Linked DNA regions of Mus musculus: region 2 is linked to region 1. A link is a contact called in public HiChIP or PLAC-seq data. All regions are on one chromosome and are shown on one strand. The core of a region is the stretch at or near the end of the contact, and the rest is flanking DNA. Distances in the headings are between cores, read along the strand shown.

Evidence for each region. HiChIP or PLAC-seq counts read pairs in DNA pulled down with a chosen protein or histone mark.
Region 2: a contact with region 1 is called in an H3K27ac HiChIP or PLAC-seq map of embryonic stem cells, with 6 times the contacts expected there. The contact joins two enhancer-like sites. A contact is called at or near these places in 2 of 39 promoter capture datasets (hippocampal neurons and liver) and 1 of 115 datasets of contacts at active chromatin or transcription factors (embryonic stem cells).

Annotation. Positions count from the first base shown.
Region 1 is chr13:38,076,158-38,082,476 of GRCm38.p6, reverse strand. No RefSeq gene overlaps it. Among named protein-coding and RNA genes, the nearest start is that of Riok1, 42 kb to the right of the region's middle. Within about 2 kb of position 2,831, at least 39 of the 459 cell types and tissues checked have an H3K27ac peak or open chromatin away from gene starts, as enhancers often do. A contact at or near this core is called in embryonic stem cells, where this site is marked.
Region 2 is chr13:40,850,016-40,856,502 of GRCm38.p6, reverse strand. No RefSeq gene overlaps it. Among named protein-coding and RNA genes, the nearest start is that of Mir5124a, 13 kb to the left of the region's middle. Within about 2 kb of position 1,727, at least 154 of the 459 cell types and tissues checked have an H3K27ac peak or open chromatin away from gene starts, as enhancers often do. A contact at or near this core is called in embryonic stem cells, where this site is marked.

The DNA of each region.
Region 1 (6,319 bases), core at 1,582-4,081:
TATATATATATATATATATATATATATATATATACACAGATATAAATACACGTACAAATGAACATATACACACATGCCCATGAATACAAACACATGCACTTACACGTGGGCATACAAAGTGCACAAAAGCATACATGAGCACACACGTGCAGAGCTGAATGCACACATACACACCACTCAGGTATCGTCCTGGAGAACTTATAGAGTAAATCCTCAGCACCCCAGTGAGAGCTACGACTCTTCTCCTGTCTCCTCCATGTCCAGAGAAACTCCCACCCACACTGCAGAGCAGGCTTATTTATCAAGAGAGTGGTATCCTGAAGGTGGAAGGTCAGAGGTGCAGGCCAATTCTTGCTCAGAAACTGAGGCTATTCAGCCACAGCCCAAATGAAACTTTAGATTTCTTTTTTTTTTTCTTTTTTCTTTTTTCTTTTTTCTTTTTTAGAGGATCTTATGATGTAGCCCTGGCTAGCTTGGAGCTCACTATATAGATAAGGCTAGCCTCAAACTCAGAAATCTACCTGTCTTTGCCTCTAGAGCACTAGGACTAAAGGTATTCACCACTGTGTCCGTCACATTTAGGGGTTTCTTGATTGACTTTTGGTTAAGAGTTTTGAGGGGTTTTTGTTTGTTTCGTTGTTTGTTTTTGTTTTGAGATAACATCTCCCACTGTAGCCCAGGCTGGTTTCACACATGCCTGGATCCTCCTGCCTCAGCCTCTCCAGTACTGAGATTATGGTATGAACCACAACAGCCACCTTCCTGAATTTTAAATTATATGCATCCTCCTACTATCTTATCAGAATGTCTTTAGTAGAACAAAGACGCTATCTTTTCCAGATGCATGTTTTCCATTCCCACTTGGTTAAGGTGATACTGGCTCTCACTGAGGCGTCCCCTCTCCTCATCTTGCTTTATCTAATCTACCCCGTACCCTGACCCACATCCATACTAATGCCTTCCTGCCTCTGCAGTCCCCATCTGCATTCCGTGTCACCTGGTGCCACAAGAACAAGGGTTACTTTTAAGGACGTAGGATGTGCCACAATTGAGTCCTGTTTGTCTTCCCAGGGTCCTCCCACACATCCTAGGGTCCTCCCATAGGCCAGATTCCAGTCTGACAGGTTATCCACGCTCCTCTGAACACCCCAAGTGCATGCTGGGTCCGTACTCCCTACTCTTTGTCCAGAGTGCTCCTCAGTTCCTTACCCAACAGACACTTACAAAGTCCCCTTCAAGTGCCAAGAGCTGGAACTTCACGGTGACACAGCTCATGATGGTGGCTCACAGAGCAGGAAGCACAGTGGCCCGCAGGGGGCAAGGTGGGCCCCGTGTTGGAAGGTGGCCACTGGAGCCTAGTTCCAGCGGTATTGCTGAGAGCTCCAGCTTCCTCGGGAGACAGACTGCGAGCTTGCCTATGCCATTATTGCTCTGCAGCTCAGAGCCTTCGCAGGTCACGCGGACCCAGGCGAGCAGGCGCCGGGGAATATGAGTTTTTCTGCGTTTCACTTGGCAAGCAAGGGGGCCAGGCCTTGCAAGCATGTTCTCAGTGGAGCATGCATGTTTCAGCTTGCCCCGGAGCGGGATCCACTGTTCCTGTGGGCAGGGCAGAGTTTCATAAGCACTGGTTTGGACAGAGTAGGCAGTCAATAAAAATATCTGCTGAGTGAATAATTGTGAATGAAGGTAGTCACGGAGCCTCGTGACCTGTTCATAAAAGAGCCCTCCAAGTTTCCCACTTCCCAGGAATGCTGGGTGGCTTAATTCATCGCATCCAGAAGGAGACGAAGCTCTTCACATGAAAACGGTTGAATCTTGTTGGCTCGGAGAGGGAGGGTGCATACGCATATGGAATATACCTTACCCCGTAATAGGGGTCTCTGACCAGCTTTAATATATATGCAATGTCTCCTTCCAATGAAAACAAAAAATACAAGCAGCAGAGAGCACAGAATGACGGGAAATCCCTTTATTTTTTTTTCTCTTCATTCTCGTCCTCTTTTGCAGCATCTAGAAAGATCTTTGAGTACTGGGCGTGTACTGCAAAAAATCAAAAGAAATGTGTAAGTAACGCAGAACTGAGATGGCGTCCGCCTGAAGGGTAAGGCGGCCGGGCTCCTCCAACTGGCTCTCAGGGACACTAAAGCTCCTCTCTCAGCAATTACGTCTGCTGGAGCCACACCCAAGCCTGGGGCACCCTCATGCCTTTGTCTCTTGGGGGTGGGGGAATGCTGATGAGCACCAATGAAATCCTCGAGGAGATTACAAATAATTAAAGGTGATCCAGTTTGACTCTCTTCATTTTTTTTTTCCAGGACCTGGAGCTGTCAGCTCCCAAGACGCAGGGCAGGATGGGAGCCAGCCCTCAGAGAAGGCTGCTATGCCTGCTTGACCACACCCTCTGCTTGTTTAAGGTGTCTTTACTGTCTGAGGGACATAGGCATTTCCTTTTTGCGTCCCCTCCCCTCCCCCTGGCTGTTTTGTTGTTGTACATAAGTAGCCCAGGCTGGCCTCAAAATCTCCATCCTCCTGCCTCCAACTCTAAGAACTGGAATTACAGATATGTGCTCGGGAAAGGGTGTGTGTTGGTATTCTTCTTTTCATTCCTTGTTTTCTTCCTGTCTGTCCATCTGTCTGTCTTTCTTCCTCCCTCCTTGATAGGTTATTTCATCCACCGCCGCCGATGAAATGAGCCAACTCAAACCAGATTAGATTATATGAAAGGCAGGTTTATTGAGAGGCCCCAAGGATTGAGGCCAGGGGAATTGTCAAGGTGAGGGATGCAGGAGAGGAGAAAGGGCAGGCACGCAGAATGGCAGCCCCTGGACTGGAAAGATCCAGGTTAGGGGCAGAGTATGCCAGGTAGGGACTGAGGGATGCTGGGAGAACCTGGAGGCCAGGTTTGCTTTGGTATGTAAAATATGCGCCTCAGTCCCTTGTTCCACCCCCCACCTCTGCCCCCAATAAACCAAACACTCCTCCTTGTTTGCTTTGTCTTATTTTTGTGTTGCTGGGAACCGAACCCAGAGCTTCAGGCGTACCAGACAGGTAGCTCTTGCACCTGTTCTGACTCCATCCCCTTCATCTACCGCCATGCTTGTTGTTCTTCTTGCTTTAAGGTAGGCAATCCGGTCCTCTCCCCATCTCCACCCTCACCTTCTCGCTGGGCCAGTCACTTTTTTTGAAGTACCTTCTTGACCCGGGAGGCCTAAATTTTCAACTCCTCGGACCTATTCACACACTTGCCTGTTTATGATGCACAAAGTGCCACACATACTTTCTCTAAACCCAAATTTCTGCTGATCTGATGTCAGATAGATTGAGCCTCTGTTTACCCTGCATTTAAGCTAAAGATCAAAGCCTCCTCCTAGTGATTTCACTTCCTGTTTTATGGCCACTCTGAGGGGTGGAGGGGACAGTGAAAGAAACCATAGGTTTCCTGCCCACAGGCTCCCTGGTTGCGAGCCTCTAAACACAACCTCCTGGTCCCATTCTGTCTTCCCAATCTGGCTACACGGCTGACTCTGTGGTAGTCGGATTGCACTGTCTCACTCCTTCGATCCCAGACCTGCACTGCCTGGAACAATGGTTTCTAACCCCAGTCGACACACTTGGGGACTTTTTCAAAGCAGACAGTCGGAAATCCCAAGGGCTACATCAGTATCTCCAAGGAGACTAATCCTTAGTCCGGGTCAGTCCAAAATCACTTACCTGAAGACTCACCTTCAGATTTCTTCACGGGACCTTGGCCCTAGCACACACCCTCCTCAGACAGAATGACTTCGTTTCCTCGTGGGAATTCCCTTCCCTGCAGACACTAACCTGATGTCTGGATTCATTCTCTCTCTCTCTCTCTCTCTCTCTCTCTCTCTCTCTCTCTGCCTCACTGATGGCTTATTTGGTGCCCTAGGGGGAAATCAATTGCTTCCTCTTTGGGCCTCTTCCTCTGTAGCTTGGAAAACTTGTCTAAACACTTTTTATTCTCTTTTTCTTCAGGAATGTGGTCGAGCTTAATGCCTCCTGCCTGCTGCGCACACAGTTTCACTGAGCTACGCACCTATATTGTGTTTTTTTTTAAATAATTTTTTATTAGATATTTTCTTCATTTACAATTCAAATTATATTGTGTGTTTTAAAAAGAGGTCTCTTTCTTCAGCTAAGCCACAGGTTAACCTCCTAAGAGACATCAAGTTTTCTCATAGGGCTGAGACATATATGTTATGACAATAAATACATTAAGTATATAATACCAATAAATGAGATAATTCATCATTTTGACAGAATTTTAGGAGAGCAATTTGTTAGAAATAATTATAGTTTCTGAACGTTTTAAAAATCCTGAAAGAAACATTTTATATTCTGCCTGAAATATAAACCCAGGCTCCATTATTCCTGGGTTATTTTTCCCAGGACTCCCAAAATGATGGAGTCCTAAGGGAAGGAGCAGAGGTCAAACAAGGGATGCTGTGTGTGATGATGATGTAAGACAGCAGACCAGTTACAGCCTCCCTCCTTTGGCTTTCAGTATCATCAACTGGTGCTGGGGATTGAACCCAGGGCTTTGGGCATGCCAAGCATCTGCTATGCCACCAACACATCCAGCCCCAACCCTAGTACTGGGAACTGGAAACGAGGTCAGTCAGAAAATTCTCCTGGTCCTTTTCCCAATCAAGGGGGTCTAGGGACTCTTGCCTTTTGTTGTTATAAATGGTGATTTGTTTTGTTTTGTTTTGTTTTGTTTTGTTTGATCCTTAAAGTATCATCAGTGTGTGTGTGAGAAGAGACTAGTTAGAAAAAGCTAAGATGACTGAAAACTACCCCACCTGCCTTCTGGGCAGAGATGAAAAGAATTAGACATTTATCTAATTCTATTTTGAAATGTCCTTTCTCCTAGGAGCACTCAGAAACAAAATAAAATATTTCTAGTCATTTCTGCAGTGTTTGTATCCGAACAGTTCTGATGTGGTTCTGCGTAAAGATAAGCAGCAAGCAATGCCTAATTTTCCTGCAGAAATACTAAAACCAGAATTGACTCCTACAAGGACAGGGAAGACATCAAGGATGAAAGCCTTCAAATGCTAGAAGCAGCTAACTGCCGGGCTTAGAGGAACGCGCTCAATTGAAGGAAGCTGAGAAAGGCGTGGCTTCTACTGTAGAGTCCTTCAAGACTCAGGCATCCCTGAAACGGAGGTGGGAGTGGCTTGCTACCTAAAGCGAATATCAAAACCGCTGGAGAAGAGGTTAGATCCAGGGTTAGCACTGCGCCAAGGCCACAGAAGCCAAACCCATACTGAGGGGAGAGTAGAACAAGGGATCCTCCGAGCGGGGGTCCTCAGGGAGATCTGAAGGTGAGAAGATGCTCCAGACAGAGAAAGCAGCTGGCTGGCAAAGTGAGACAGTAAAGTTGGTAAAGTTTTACCCTCCGCTTCTCAAGCAACAATCTGTGTGGTGGGGATACCCACGGGGGCGGGGACACACACACAACACCCCCCCCCCCCAAATGGCTAGGAGAAATCAAAGACTTAGACTTAGGGACTTGGGAGGTGGGAGAGGGGGGGCATTCCTATTACCCTTCAGTGGGGTCTTTAGCCCACACACCTGACAATGTTCTCAAAAGTCCTAATTTGAGGCTTCGTTCCAATTCTGAATTTGGAGTGGGCCAACATTGCCCTTAACAGCCCTTGACAAGGCTTCTAATGTTGGTTACTGAAAGAAAGGAAGGGAAGCAACTTGAAGCAGATCGGAAGCTGCAGTAAGAAAATAACTTCTAGAGTATACTCTAGCATAAGAACGAGGAACGAACCACTGAGTTAAGACACAGGTTTTAAATTTTTTAAAAGTTCATTTGAATGTGCTTTCTAGGGGCTGGAGAAATGGCTTAACAGTACAGAGCACTCGTTGCTCTTGCAAAGGAACTGGATTCCAGTCTTAGCACCCACATGGTAGTTTACCATCATCTGTAATTTCAGCTCCAGGGGATATGATATCTACTCTGACCTCTGAAGACACCATGCATGCACATAGCACACAGATATATGCAGGCAAAATACTAACATATAAAAAAAATTAAATAAATAATTTTTTTTATTTTTTATTTTTTTTAGGATGGGAAATAGAGCTCGAGGTGATATAATGCTTGCCTAGCGCACATGAGAAGGAAGAGGAGGGGGAGGGGAGGGGGAGGGGAAGGAGGAAGAAGAGGTTCTGAGTTCAAATTCCAGCAACCACATGGTGGCTCACAGCCACCGGTAATGAGATCTGACGCCCTCTTCTGGTGTGTCTGAAGACAGCTACAGTGTACTTATGTATAATAATAAAT
Region 2 (6,487 bases), core at 478-2,977, 2.8 Mb before region 1:
AGATAGAGCATGGCTTCTGGGGCATTGGTTGAGGAGGAAAGTCAGCTGGGTTTGGTCTCCGCCTCTCTGAGCTGGCAGGTGTTCACCCCAGCATCAGGCTCCCGAGCTTCATTGGTAAATCCAAAGATTGATATTTTGTCAAAAACATCAGTAGAGCCGGGCATGGTGGTGCACGCCTTTAATCCTAGCACTTGGGAGGCAGACACAGGCAGATTTCTGAGTTCGAGGCCAGCCTGGTCTACAGAGTGAGTTCCAGGACAGCCAGGGCTACACAGAGAAACCCTGTCTCGAAAAACCAAAAAAAAAAAAAAAAAAAATCAGTAGAACCTTGTGCCTCACCTGAAATGCCACAAGGATCCTTCTAGAAATGCCTGTGGTTATTTACAGTATTGTTTTGGGTAACACTAGTCGTTTTAAGAAGAATAAGTATGGGTCTGGGGAGAAGATGGCTCAACAGGAAAGGCATGTGTCAACAACACCTGAGTTCCGTTCCTGGGACCCACATGAGAGAAGGAGAGAAGTTACCCATAGATTGTCCTTTGACCTCCATATACACATAGAAGTACATACAATATACATGTGTACACACACACACAATACACACACCACCCATAAATAATAAAAAAATGAGCATTATTATATATGATTTATTTCTACTTAGTGTGCAGAAGTATCTTACCCGCATTTATGTATGTGTACCATGAGCACTCCTGGGGCTGGAGATCGTCACAAGAGGCTGTTGGATTCCCTGAAACTGGAGTTACAAATCGCTGTGAACTACCCTGTGGGTGGAAGCAACTGAACCCTAGTCCTCTGTGAGCATAGCAAGTGCTCTTTGCCATCTCTGAAGGCTCTTTCTTTCTGGAGCCTCTTCACTGCCCCAGAGGTAACCATTCTATATCCTGAATTCTATGTTTGCCCAATAGGAGGGCGATGAGCGACCCAAGGGGGAAAGAGAAAGCTCAACCCAGGTTGGCCATTAGCTCAAAGTTGATGCCCAGCGTTCCAAATCCAGGAGGTGACCAGATTAAAAAAAAAAAAAAAAATCAGGAACCAGGATAGATCTGCTGGTTATTCAATAATTCTCAGAGCATGTATTTGTTTCAGAGGTCAATGGAACATATCGCTGCTACCTTAGGGCATACTCTCCCTGAAGGACTTTAACCAGTTTCTGTTACATCAAGTTAACGCTCCTGAGGACTGAATTTACGCCAGTGCCTGTGAAAAGGGACTACTTCAGTCTCACCTGTACCACCATGAAATGTGGATTTCCCACAACTCATTTTATCATGACATCACCTCTGGGCCCAAATTAGAAACCAAATAAGCTGGTGGAACTTTTTGAATCTAGGAATGCCTGGTAAAAGCCTGCATCAAACTCATTTTTTAAATATGAAGTTCACAGGCATCTTCCTGCGTTCATTTCCTGCTCTCCATCCCCCTGCCTTAAAAAAAAAAAAAACAAAAAAAAACCTACCACCACCAACCCCCCCCCCCCCCAAAAAAAAAAAAAAACCCTTACAGTTTTAATTTTTTACTATTGTTGAATTCGGAGCCCTGTCTCACTCTCCCGAATGTTTGCAGTCACAGGAAACAGCCTGAAGCACCAGGGGTTTAAAATAGCCAGGGAGCCTGGTTAAAAAGTTCCCTGGATTGGGTGAAGGGAGGAGGCTCTTCCCAAGCTCGGAGCCTCTAAGAGTCACGTGTTCTCCTGTTCTTAGCTCCCGCGGGGTGTAATTTGAGAAGACAGGTTCCTCCCAACCCCTCTATCTCGGTCTGGTGAGGACTCCCCTAAACAGCCTCTGGATGTGGGTTTCCTTTCGTAGCTAGTCACCCATGAGTCTTAAGGAATTTTTTTTCCCTTTCGATCCTGGGGCTACTGGAAGACTGGCGGCAAGGCAGCTATCACACCCTGCTCATGGCTGCTCCGTGGTGTCCAAGCTAATTTTAGACCTTGAAGAGAAGTCACCGGGAAGAATGATGGGTAGAAAATGATCAGGTTCTAGGGTTTAATTTAAAATGGCGGGAAACAGGGCAGTAGGGAAGGAGAAATGAAGCGGGTCTTGTCAAGTTCAGACAAGATAGGTAACTGAGGTGGAACAAGGTTGGAGCTGGGGCTGAAAGATCCGGAGCCCTTCTGTGTTGATGTGTCCGGCCATCGCAGGCTTTGTGGGCTAAGTGCTTAGCGAGGAGGTGAGCCCCAGACCACAGGAGTTTTGACAGCCCCGCTTTGTTGCAGAAAATCAACAGGTTCGAGTGTATTTATAGTTTTAGGTTGGATGCTGTTGTAGTTTGTTTTCTGTTGTTGTTTATAAAAGTCATGATCAAAAAGCAACTTGGGGAGGAGAGCGTTTATTTCATCTTAGTTTACAGTCCATCATGAAGTAAAAAAGAGACAGGAACTCCAGTAGGAACCTGGAGACCGGAAATGACGTACAGAATATGGGGGAATAATCATTAGTGCCTTGCTCCTGGGCTCCTGTTTAGCAATATTTCCTGTACAGCTCAGGCCCACTTGCCTAGGAATAGTACTACCCACAGTATTTTGGATCGTCCTACATCATTACCAATCAAGAAACTGCTCCCAGACATGCCCACCAGCCAGTCTGAGACACCCAGTTCTTTAACTGAGGTTTCTCTGTTCTAGATATTTCAAGTTGAGAACCAAGACTAGCCATCACACGTATTTTGTAAGGGTGGATATATTTTTACATGTTGGGTATATCTTAGACACTGGTATTAGTATGGGGTCTATTCCTGATCAATTTCACAATCTGATTTTGAAGTTAAGGAAACAAAAACCACAGCTTCTGTGGGTAGAGTTCTATATTAGGTTGAGCCTGCATTAAGAAGAGTGCCAAGGAGTATCACCTCCCTGTAGATTAGAGGTCAAAGAAACAAGGTCCATCCTGCTGCAGGGTAGCCAAGCCCAGGAACGCCAGTCTCCCTGTGTCTTACAGACCAGTCTGCAATGAGCCAGTTGGTGCTTTGTTCTCTGTTTGGCTAAGGTGTTATCAATTGAGGAAAGAGGGTCGACTAAGTTTCAACAAAGGCACAGGGGTCATCTCAGCCCTTGGGAGACAGACACTGGAGGATTAAGTAAGTGTCTGAGGCTGCTATGAGCTACATAATGAGAGTTTTTCTCCGAAGTAAATGAAAAGAAAAAAAAAGAGAAAGAAAGAAAGAAAGAAAGAAAGAAAGAAAGAAGGAAAGAAAGAAAGGAAGGAAAAAAGGAAGAAAGGAAGGAAGGAAGGAAGGACATGTTAATTTGCTTACTTGATCTTTAAAATAACAAGGAAAGTCCTCACACACTTGTAACTCTACAGGGTCCTGGGTTGCTTCCTTTCTTTAAAAAAAAAATTGTGTGTGTGTGCACACGTGTACGTGGGCATGCACACTCTCATGGTGTGTGTGTGCACGTGCGCATGTGTGTGGTGGTCAGAGAACAACTGCTTTTCCTTCCACCATACAGGTCCTGGTGAGTTGAACTCAGGTCCTCAGGTTTGGCTACAGGCCCTTTTACCCACTCAGCCATATCACTAGCCCCTTGGTTCAAGGGTTCATTTTTCATTTTAGCCTGTTATTGGTTGAGTGAAGTTCGAGCTTCACAGGAGATATTCTGGAAGAGAGAGATTGATGTGCATTTTAAAATCCAGAGAGTGACAGTTACCTCTTAAAATCTGTAACTTTGCCCTTGTCTGAAAGAATAAGGAAGAGATTGTCACAGTCCGTTTGCAACATGAGATGCTCTTAGAGTTTGGAGAGCTAAAAGATGTGTTAGGGTCCTCCCTCCCACAACTGGCCTCCAGCCTCTCAAAGATCTTCATTCCTCTCTCCCTGAAGCATTCTAGTCATTAAAAACATCTTCAGAAACAGAAATCTTAGGTGCCATGGTCAAGTGTGATTCATTCACTCATTCATTCCCCACTCCTGCCTCCCACTCCACCAATCACTGCGCTCGGTTCTGAAAATATAGAATATAAGTTTAGCCCAAATGGGCCCAAGCCCCCTGGGTCTTAGATGCCATGGGGGTGGTGGTGGGGAATTAGTGGTAATGGCGAGGAAGCCGAGTCCTTTCAATATCCTTCTCCCCGTATTTTTCCAGCCAGTTCATCTCCATAGAACAGGTTCCCAGAGGGATCGAGTTGCCTGGAAGTGGTCCACAGAGGCATTCTGCGGGAATCCTCTTCTGAGGCAAAGGCGTTCACTGCATTGTTTATGAGTGGAACAATAAAAGCTGGAACTCGAGCTGCACGAGGAAAGAACGGTGCGCCTCCGGTCACACCCGAGGCTAGAAAACAGTGGCTACAGGGAGTGGCCACCAGAGGTTCTGATTCCCCAACCTATGCCCAGGTGTGACCTTCATCCCGGGGGACTCCCAGTTCCGGAAGTTACAAAGGTCTAAGTACCTCACCCTCCTCAAAGGCACGGGGCTGAGGATAGGCATCCCAGGACAACCTTCCCCTTTGCCACGCAGGGCCTGCCTCTTTCAGAGGCGGCCTTCTGGATTTCTGTTGAAACCCAATCTTCACACTTTAGGTTATGCCCTTATATTTAGTTCCCAGTTAAGATGACCTGTATGGCCTGTATAACTTCAGACTGAGAGGAAGGAAAAAAAAAAAGGAAAGAAAGAAGGAAAGAAGGAAAGAAAGAAAGAAAGAAAGAAAGAGGAGAAAGAAAGAAAGAAATAAAAAAAGAAATAAATAAAAATAAATCAAAAGGACCACTCACAGCGTATGGAGAAGATTTTTTTTTTTTTTCTGTAGACATGAGGAGGAGCATAGTCAGAGGCAGAGACATCCGGTAGAGTCCAGAGTGAGCAGGACCCTGAATCAGACCGAAGGAGGGCAGAGGGAGAACCTGGAGATCAGGAGAGTAAAGGGTAGTAAAACTGGCTGGCTAATCAAAATGGCTGGGAAGAGTAACTAGGGGAAGGGCAGCCCAGCCTTGGGCTGGGATGTTTATCTAGGGGCCAGGGGATGCCCAGCCATACCCTGTAAGTAGGGCCTGAGGGATGCTGGGAGAACCTCGTAACCAGTTCTACTTTGATATGTTAAATAGGTCCCTCGGCCATTTGTTCCAAGTTTGAGACCTAAGACAGACCGGATTGACCTTCAACTTGCCCACTCAATTATGTCCCCACTGGGGACAAATAATCCCGGGCTGCTGCCAGGATTCGGGGCTGGGGATTCGGAGGCAGGTTGTGTATCTTGAGGGTCCCATTTTCTCGTGATAATAGGTTCTTCTAAGGCAAGATAAGCAGCTCTTCTCAACCCCTCCAGGAACATCCTGCCCCAGAGATGATGGGCAACTGTGGGTTTTTAATCAACGTCTCTACCTTCTCTAGAGTAGTTGGAAGTCTGAGCCACTAATAAAATTCTGTGGGGCTAAAACATTTTTTTCTTTGAAGTTTTAGAAACAAGATAAAATAAACAAACGTTAAATTACAGACCCCACACCCTTAATGTGTATGAGTGTTTTGTCTGGGTGCATGTATGTCTGTGTTCCGTTTGCATGTCTGGTGTCCTCTGAGCCCAGAAAAGGACATATGGTGCCCTGGAACTAGAATTAGGGATAGTTGTGAGCTGGCACATGGGTACTGGACATTGAACTTAGGTCCTCTGTAAGAGTAGTCAAGGCGATTAACTATTGCAACATCTCTCCAGCCCAGATCATTCATGTGACTGACAGCTTATCTGTGGCCTTGAATTCTGTAACTTTGGAGAACACGTAAGACACAGACCCGAGTCAGGAGGAGTCTAACAAGAGGTAAAAAAAAAAAAAAAAAAAAAAAAACGGCTTCATCACTAGCTGTACCTTTTACCAACAAAGGTATTAAAGGCATGCACTAGCAGTTTATTTCAAACGACATAACATGCCGGGCTGTGGTGGTGGCCTTCTTTTTATTAATAATGGTCCTGTCCGTGTATCAGTTTACAAACCAGTTTGGAGGTGGGGTCAGGAGAAAAGGGACAGCGATTCTTTTTTTTTTTTTTTAAAGATTTATTTATTTATTATATGTAAGTACACTGTAGCTGTCTTCAGACACTCCAGAAGAGGGCGTGAGATCTTGTTACAGATGGTTGTGAGCCACCATGTGGTAGCTGGGATTTGAACTCCGGACCTTCGGAAGAGTAGTTGGGTGCTCTTACCCACTGAGCCATCTCACCAGCCCAGGATAGCAATTCTTAAGGGCAGGATCGAGTTTGTACATGGCCTACCAGTCAGTCAATCTGCTGGACCTGGTTTCCTGGGGGCAGTTACTGATTGCTTCTTTTTTTTTTTTTTTTTTTTTTTTTAAGAAGTTTCCCCTGCAGCTGTTCTGGTTTTGTTTGTTTGTTTGTTTGTTTTAAAGGTTTGTTTATTTATTTATTATATGTAAGTACACTGTAGCTGTCTTCAGACACTCCAGAAGAGGGCGCCAGATCTCATTAAGGATGGTTGCGAGCCATCATGTGGTTGCCGGGAATTGAACTCAGGACCTTCG